3 separate regions of the Zea mays genome follow, and regions 1 and 3 are each linked to region 2. The links are chromatin contacts, called in public Hi-C maps. All regions are on one chromosome and are shown on one strand. The core of a region is the stretch at or near the end of the contact, and the rest is flanking DNA. Distances in the headings are between cores, read along the strand shown. Region 1 holds the start of LOC100191452. Region 2 holds the start of LOC103637791. Region 3 holds the start of LOC778429 (low affinity nitrate transporter).

Evidence for each region. A called contact is a pair of places that touch in the nucleus more often than the background predicts.
Region 1: a Hi-C map of bundle sheath shows a contact between it and region 2, with 4 times the contacts expected there. The contact joins the promoter of LOC100191452 here to the promoter of LOC103637791 in region 2. A contact is called at or near these places in 3 of 25 Hi-C or Micro-C datasets (bundle sheath, ear and tassel).
Region 3: a contact with region 2 is called in a Hi-C map of leaf, with 7 times the contacts expected there. The contact joins the promoter of LOC778429 here to the promoter of LOC103637791 in region 2. A contact is called at or near these places in 2 of 25 Hi-C or Micro-C datasets (ear and leaf).

What each region holds. Positions count from the first base shown.
Region 1 is chr1:114,358,431-114,361,183 of Zm-B73-REFERENCE-NAM-5.0, forward strand. It overlaps LOC100191452, which reads right to left and starts at 1,344. Exons shown (of 6, transcript NM_001136885.1): 1 at 1,212-1,344. It overlaps LOC100381897 (a long non-coding RNA gene), which reads left to right and starts at 377. Exons shown (of 2, transcript NR_135510.1): 1 at 377-625; 2 at 837-1,735.
Region 2 is chr1:113,965,321-113,968,020 of Zm-B73-REFERENCE-NAM-5.0, forward strand. It overlaps LOC103637791, which reads left to right and starts at 1,418. Exons shown (of 7, transcript XM_035964075.1): 1 at 1,418-1,701.
Region 3 is chr1:114,277,454-114,280,153 of Zm-B73-REFERENCE-NAM-5.0, forward strand. It overlaps LOC778429 (low affinity nitrate transporter), which reads right to left and starts at 1,351. Exons shown (of 3, transcript NM_001112455.2): 1 at 1,099-1,351; 2 at 82-947. The coding sequence starts at 1,158.

The sequences.
Region 1 (2,753 bases), core at 94-2,593, 390 kb after region 2:
AGCAGTTGTAGTCCAAAATTCTGGATAGAGCAGGTCTGCTCCAGAGTTTAGATTACTTTCTCATAACCAGTGATAGTCAGATAGATAACTTTAAACTTAATGTTTATGTTGTTTTTTGGAGTTTTTCGAGTAGCAAAAGAGTTACTCCAAAAATTTATAGTGCAGTTCCAAGAACTTCATTGAGTTTATAACTCAGAAGCTAGGGTGTTTTGGATCAACTCCTCTTTGAATTTCGCTCTAGACCCATGTCAAACATGTCATGGCTTCTAAATGGACGTCCTTTACGGAGTTGGTACGGTATGTAGTCTAGACGCGGATATCCATTGCACATGACCCAACCGCATCGGATTCGTTTGGGTACAAAAACCCAGGTATCCAAAATATCTCTCCCCTGGCGGCGCGGCGGTGGAGGCATCTCCAGCTTGCTCGACCCTGGCTGCCGCTGCTTGTAGGCTGCGCATCCGGCACGTGTTACTCCTCCGTGGTTCTTCAAGATCCAGAAGGCTCACCTGGGCTTCGTCACCACCGTTTAGGCCCACCTGCACTCATCCTCTGCTCCAAGATCCAGAAGGAACTCTGCGAGGGCCTCTTTCGACGGCAGGCGTAGAAGATCCCGGTGGCTCTGGTGCGTTTCTCCTTTCGCTACTTCAGAAGCCGTGATTCTTTGATAATCAGTCAACACGTACGCAATCCTTGATAATCAACATGCACGGAAACTGTGCCTATATATTTTTTAAAATTGTATTGTTCAGTTTTTGACAGATTCAGGCCTTTACTGTCCTCCTTGTTTATTTTTTCTTGTGTTACCACAACCGAGTATCCCTTCTGTTTTTCAGGTTTCATATTTGCTCGGTCCTGAGGAGAGGTCTGCACTGTTTATCAGGAAAACTTGAGCTTCTGTTTGGATCTATGTGTCAGGTGCCGTTTCAAGATCTCAACCCAGCCAGTGGTTTAGTGAAGTTCGAAACAAATAGAATGTGTAGATGTAGATAAGGTGGCTAAAGTTGTCCAAACATAAAAACACCCGATTCGGAAGTCTTAGCGAAGTATATAGTACGCTACTGCGTGGGGGGGATGTGGACATGTGGTGGTTGCTTTGCTTCACCTTGACGGCTTGACCCATGAGCCATGATCAATTCAGCAAAGAAACACGGTTTCCGTTATGCGAAAAGGCGGGAGGGGGAAGTCGACCCATCTGCGGAAGCACGTACCTAAAATCCAGAAGCCCGCCGCACGCTCTCCGGTTCCTTGCTCCCTTTACGTACGTCGTTTCAGAGCAGGCTCTCAACCTTCATCCCGAAGGTTTGCAATGGAGAGGAGAGGAGAGGTGGGAGAGAGGAAGAGAAACATTTGCAATGAAGAGGAGACAAGAGATGTCAGAGAGAGGACCAAGGGACATACCCAGCGGCCTTGCCGGGGCGGGCCCAGGGCTGAAGTTATTGCTTCACGGATCGTCCTGCGCTGAATCAGTTACAGTGCACTACTATTCTCTACAGAAACAATCCCCACGGACTAGGACGGTCTCCAACAACGTTTTCTATGTTTATCCCTACTTTACATTCTTCTATAAAAGATTTTTCATCCTCTATATCTCCTTTCTCTCCAACAACGTCATAAATCACATACTCTATAAGCAAATACTTATATTAGAGACATTTTTTTACATACGTATTTGTCATATTCTCAAATGTATTATACATATTTTAGTTTTGTTAAACCAGTTGTTTAAAGTATTCAAATGCAAAAACAACTGTTTAGAGAAACTTTATATATAGAAAGTGTTCAGTAGCGTTCTCTAAATTTAGAGGATCATTTAGATAACGCTGCTTGAGGAAGTAGAGGACGATCTCATCCTCTAAATTTAGAATATAGGACTCTTTATAGATCATTGTTGGAGCTCGTCTAAAACTGAGCCGACGACGCCAGATTGTTATTATAATCTAACTCGCTAGTTTCTTGGCCAACGGTTTATTATTAAATATTAATCTAATCGGCTTTCACGTGTCGCCGGTAGGTGAACATGAACGTATAAGTAACGGCAAGCCCTATCACTATTAGGGTCCGTTTTTTAGCTACGAGCTGTGTAAAAGCTACTTTGAGCTGCCTGCTGTGAAAAAACAGAAAGTTGTTTAGTTTAAATGGTTATGAGTTGTCTACTGTAAACAAACTATATATTGTTTATATGCCTCTATTTAACTATATATTATAATCAATATATCAAATTTAAAAACCGATTTCGCATTTATGTTCCCGTTATTTTTACAAATAAATCAATTTTTAGTTCCATTTATAATATTTTTTTAATTAAAAATATTTTTATTTCATTCATCATAACACTTAATTTTTTAAATCTTATTTTAGTTTCAATTTAGTGTGTCTGTTTATTAATATAACGGATAAGCAGCAAAAAGCAGGGTACAAGCTTCTTTTAAATTTGTATTATAGAAAAGCTGCTTTTTCAAAGTAGTTGCAGAAAAAACTAGACCACTTTGGTTCAGCTTTCAAATCAGAAGCAGGTTTGAAAAGCAGAACCAAATACACCCTCAATATTTAGGTGTATTTCACATCCGATACTGTCGCACCCCAAGAAAATCACTATTTTGGGTCATAAATAAATAGGAAATACTAAGTAAAATAAAGTTAACGAGACTTAGCAGTTGCATTAATTTTATTGGTGAAAAATAAATTAGTAAAGATTGAAACATTTCTCTTTTCTCTGTTCGTTGGACTGTTTTATGTTGGTCCATTCTTTC
Region 2 (2,700 bases), core at 168-2,667:
GGACGGCGCGAGGTCACTGTGTGGCGGCGCGAGGTGACGACGGGCCGACGCCGCGCAGCCCCGACGGCGAGCCTCCCCGGCACCTTCTCGCGACCCTTCGCCGACGCAGCGGCTGGCCTCGTCTCCCCGACGCAACGACACAACCCTTCCCCGCGGCCGCCGCCGCCTAAGCTCGGCCGCCGCGTCAATCACCATCGTGGCCACGCCGGCTCTCCTGGCCGTCTCGCCAGGCTACGTGCAGCACGGCGGCGTGGTGTCGTACCCGATCGTGCCCGCGGTGACAGAGCGACTGGCGGCCGAGGCGGATGGGACCTTGGTTGGGTTGGTCATATATGCAGTTCAGTTCAGTTCAGTTCAGCTATGTCTCTGCTAGCTGCTGTTACGGTAACAGGCGGCGACGGCGGTTAATTACCTCGTGCGCCGACGGTGAGGGAGCTGTCGTTGTTCCACACAGGGGGCGCTGGAGTTGGTGGTCCAGTACGGGGCGTTGAAGGCGCTCGACGGGCGGTGCTGCACAAGCATGCATGCATATATGAACAGTTGTCCGATCCATCAAGGACGAAACACGAATTGAGACAGCAAACAAGCACAGCGTACCTTGTACGGGTCCATGGCCGCTACGACGTACGTACGCAATGTCGGCCTGCAAGGAGTTCGTGAAGGTGGTGTCGGGCTACGTGCAGCACGGCGGCGTGGTGTCGTACCCGGTCGTGCCCGCGGTGACGGAGCGACTGGCGGTCGAGGCGGAGGCGGTGCGCGTGCGGTGCGGGGCCGGGGCCGTGCACGCGGCGGGCGGCGCGGTGTCGATCCCAGTTATCACAGTATGTCAGTTTAGCTCCGATCCCAAGCTGCCGAACGGAGCGACAGAGAATTATTTCAGCTGAAACCTGGGTTGATCAAGTGAAAGACCCGGAACAAGTGAAAGACTCGGATCAACTAAAACCTGGCCTGAAACTGTTCCTGACCTGGAACTAAAACCTGGCTGCCGAACGAGGCCTTATTGGTTTTTTTGTGCGACGTTGGGGGAGAAGACGTGCAAACGTGTGTAGAGTCGCGACGTCGGACGAAAACTGCTGATATGGGAGAAGAAGCGACACTTCTTTCTTGGTACAACGTAGATTCCTTTCTCGCATTCGCTCGCTGCCCCTGGAACAGGAGAAATTTGCCTGTTCCTATATTTCTCATGTGAAAAATGAACAATACCTACACAATTTCTTCATGGCCATGGGATTAAGTAGATTTTCTGGTTCACGTGACACCGGCATCTTGCTACAGTATTTTATTCTAGAGGGGACGGGATGAATTTGCGTTTTTTGGTTCACCTTTTTTGATTTCTATATTTTTTCTTTAGAATTCCTTCAATCCAAACGGATCTAAACATATTTTCACTCGTCCGATCAGGCGATTCAGAGGACGACATCGCTAGCACGTGGTGTCTGTTCCGGCTAAAATGAAAGGTAGTGGCAAAATTGTGGAAAGCACCAGGGAAGATTTTCCGCGGTGGGGAAATATCAAGAATACCCCTGGCATCCGCAGCCCTAACAAATCAACCCCGCTTCGTCTTCCCCTCCTCCTTCCCTTCTTCCCCTCCCTTCCCGGCCGCCGCGGTGCGCGCCCGCCTCCTTCCGTCCGGAGGCAACTACTCGCTTCTCTCTACTCTCGGGGAAGCCTGAGCTGATTCCTCCTCGTGCTCTCTCGTGGGTAAGTAAATCCTTTTGCGCAACCAGATTTCCGGGGGCTTCGACTGAACTGAGCTCTTGCATCCGGCCCCTTGTTCCCCCCCACCCATGGGTGTTGATTCCCAATCCTCCTTTTCCGATGACAAAGAGCCGTCCTTTTTTTTTGTTCAGTTGGTATAAAGTAATTTCTATTTGGATCCTCGAGTGGGCTTGCGTATTCGCGTAGCATCCTCTGAAATTTACTCCTTTTCGCCGTGCCTACTGCCTAGCAGATTATTTTGTGTTTCCCGTCCCTGCTCTGTTCGCAGTCATGTTGCGATTTGTCCCCATTCTAGGGGATTCTTGAGCAAAATGCCCCCTTTTCTCTATTTCCCCTTTTTTCTCTCCAAATTTCCATCCTGAGTTACTTTGCTTTTATACTAGTTATATTATCATTTCAGTCCTTCTCCTGCTGGAGCTTAGTGGAGTTCCAGCCTTCAGACATTTTTTTTCTTGTGAATATGTCAGTTCAGTCATCAATTCAGTGTTCGTTTGCTCGGAATTCCTTGGCAATTTTTAGAGCTACAAGAGCAACAGTCCATGATAAAGTTTTAGTGAAATTTCAGAGGTTCATGAACAATGCTAGTATGAATCCGTCCGGGTTGAAATCCATGTATTGTGTGACTGTTCTTTTTCTTTTGGTTTTGCAACAATCTTTGCCAACGTTAAGCAGATTTTGTTAAAACCTGAACCGACATACTGCTTCATTGCTGCTGGGCTATATAGCTTTTGCAGTGGTGCCTTCGTCAGACAAATGAACATGAACTATCATCTCCATCATGTGCCCTATTTACCTAGTAATTGTGTGTTTCCTGTTCTATGCCTTTACCAACAAAAAACTTGAGTCCCAGGTTCTCTAATGGGAGATGTTGTATGTTGCTAATGACCTTTAAAATACTTAAAAAAATAGGCACCCTTGACATAGTGAATTTTCACTTCGTCATGAATTACACATGAGAATTTTTGTTGAAAGTAAATTTCC
Region 3 (2,700 bases), core at 101-2,600, 310 kb after region 2:
ATCAAAGAATCTCAAGATGTGTACGTATTTGGAGGGGGTATCCTGACGTATTTGGAATTGGATTGGATGATGTACGAATACCTGAATTGACTCGTATGCTGCATCGTGGAATCATTTCCTTCCGTCGTTCCGGGAGGCGCCTGATGCAGCAGGGCCGAGCTGTCGTCAGGCTCAGGCAGCACCAAACGGTAGTTCCTGACAGCAGCAACCACCACCTGCGAGGCTCTTGTCAGAGGGCTCCCTCCCACTCTCTGGTACCTGTAAACCTTCCTACCGGCGACGAACAGCACGAGTCCCGACAGCATGAGCAGGGTCGGGATCGCGAACCCGACTCCCCACCCAACGTTGTCCTGCACCCAGACGACCACCGTCGCGGACAGCAGGGAGCCGATGTTGATGGAGAAGTAGTACCAGTTGAAGAAGGAGCCCTTGGCCCGCCGCTCCACGGGGTCAGACGCGTCGAACTGGTCGGCACCGAGCGCGCAGACGCACGGCTTGATTCCGCCGGTGCCGAGAGCGGCGAGGTAGAGGCCCAGGTACGCGAAGAGGCGGTGGGCGCTACGGCTGTAGGACGCGCCCATGAGCAGCGGGAGAAGAGCTGAAGCAGTCAGGACCGTCATCCCCGTGACGTACACGGAGAGGAAGGCCAGTATCGTCCAGTATCGCCCCCAGAATGTGTCGGCCAAGAACGCGCCGACGAGCGGCGTGAAGAACGAGGTCCCGATCCAGGTGGACACAGTCGTCGCGGCGTCCACGTTGCTCTCGTGCAGAACGCCCGTGAGGTACGTCACCAGGTTCTTCGAGATCGCGAAGAAGGCCACACATTCAGCAAACTCGGCACCTAAGATGAAGAAGCATGCTTTCCACTTCCCAGTTCTCTGCTTCCGAGCAGGCTGATTGCGAAGATCAACCGTCCCGTCGCTAGTGAATTCGGAAGTACTTTCATCCTGAACGGAAAGAGGTCTGTTATGCAAAAATTATATTCTACATCCTGGCTTCGCGTAGGATTGATAGCTATAGCTAGAGGAACAGGAACAACAACAAGTATCTTGACAGGAACTATGTCGCACTTGCTATGTGGCAAAGGAGATGGATCACCTGGAGTAGTGGCAGGCGATGGATGATCAGCGGTCTCTCATCGCCGTCTTGGGCATCCATGGGATCGATCAGGGTAGAATCAGGGATGCCGCCGTCCAACTAGAGCAGATCGATACCCCACCGCTGGTGGCCAAACAATGGCATAAGAACAAACGAAAAGAAGGATCATAATTAAATCAGTGCACAAAGAGGATGGATATAATCTCTCTTTTTGTAGATGAGTATTGGCAGGGAGAGATAGAGTCGGAGAGGGAGAGACCTGATCCTGATGGAAGAGGGGATGGACGGAGAGCTAACGAGGGGGTCACTGTGTTTAACAGCCGCGTGCACGAGGACGAGCGGTAGCCGGATACCCTACGCCCCTACCTGTTGAAGCGGAGCTTTCAGTCCCATCGCAGCACTGACTCAACTGATAACTTATACTAACTCTACACTAAAATAAAATTCGTATAACTTGTACTACCTCTGTACTAAAATAAAAATTGTTCTTTATTAGATTTATACAATACTCAGTGTATCTCTAAAAACCTTTCTAAAATATATTCCCTAAATCAAGAGCCATTTTAGTAAAGATGGCTTTTTATATCTTTGTATCCTTCAACAGTTTTTCTATATATTGCGTGTAGTCTAGAGAGCTATCCTCGTTCTTCATATTTGGCTAGCGAGATATCCGAAATAGAGGGTGTTTATGTTTGCATATCCAATTAAAAAGGCTGTTGGATGCTATTTTTCCGTTAAAATCTCTAGTTGAATATGAATATATAAATTAAGAGCTATATACATGTCTATATTTATCATCATCATCATCTAGTTCAATATAAATATAAAAATTAAGAGCTAAAACAAATACTATTTTGAAGTATTATAAACGCTTACAGCTATTTAGTACAATTTTGTATGACTATAAAGACAAACAATTTGTTGGTACATATGCTGACCTTTTGTTATCAAATTGGCGCGGAAAATAGAGGTACCTGTCCAAGCTAGGGAGGTTACTTTTTTGATTTAAATGAGGGCTAACACTTATAAAACCAAAATAGTACCATTGCATAAACTCCATAAATCTCCAGTTGTGTCGTAAACGCATATGTCTTTTCATATAAATTCTGGAAAATACATAAAAGTTTTATATAAGATAACTCCATGAATCAATTTGTTATTCAAGGATTGAGTACTAACATCACATTTTGATGAAACCAAGAGCAACAATCAAGTTTTTTTCTTCTTTCTTTTGGCCATTTTTTAGATACTAGAACAGATTAGAATAAATCGCCCAACGTAAACGTGCTCAGGAGAAAATAAATGGGAGAGAAGTAGCGTCCAAAAGCATCAAACGAGATGACCCCGCACTTGATCTACAGAGATTCGCCAACGAAGATTGCAGTGTCAGTTATCACTACAACTGCACAGATAGGACGTCGCACCAGTCACCGGAAATATGATTGATTGATTAGTGTACCAAGACGGCAAAAGAGTTGTCTATGACCACCTCCTCCTTTCCTTTTGTCCGGCGGTATCAGTGCGGTCTCCTCCGCGTGTTGTCGTCTCTACCATCTTGTCCTCTAACCTACGAGTTACAAGTTCTTCTAAACCCATCCAAGA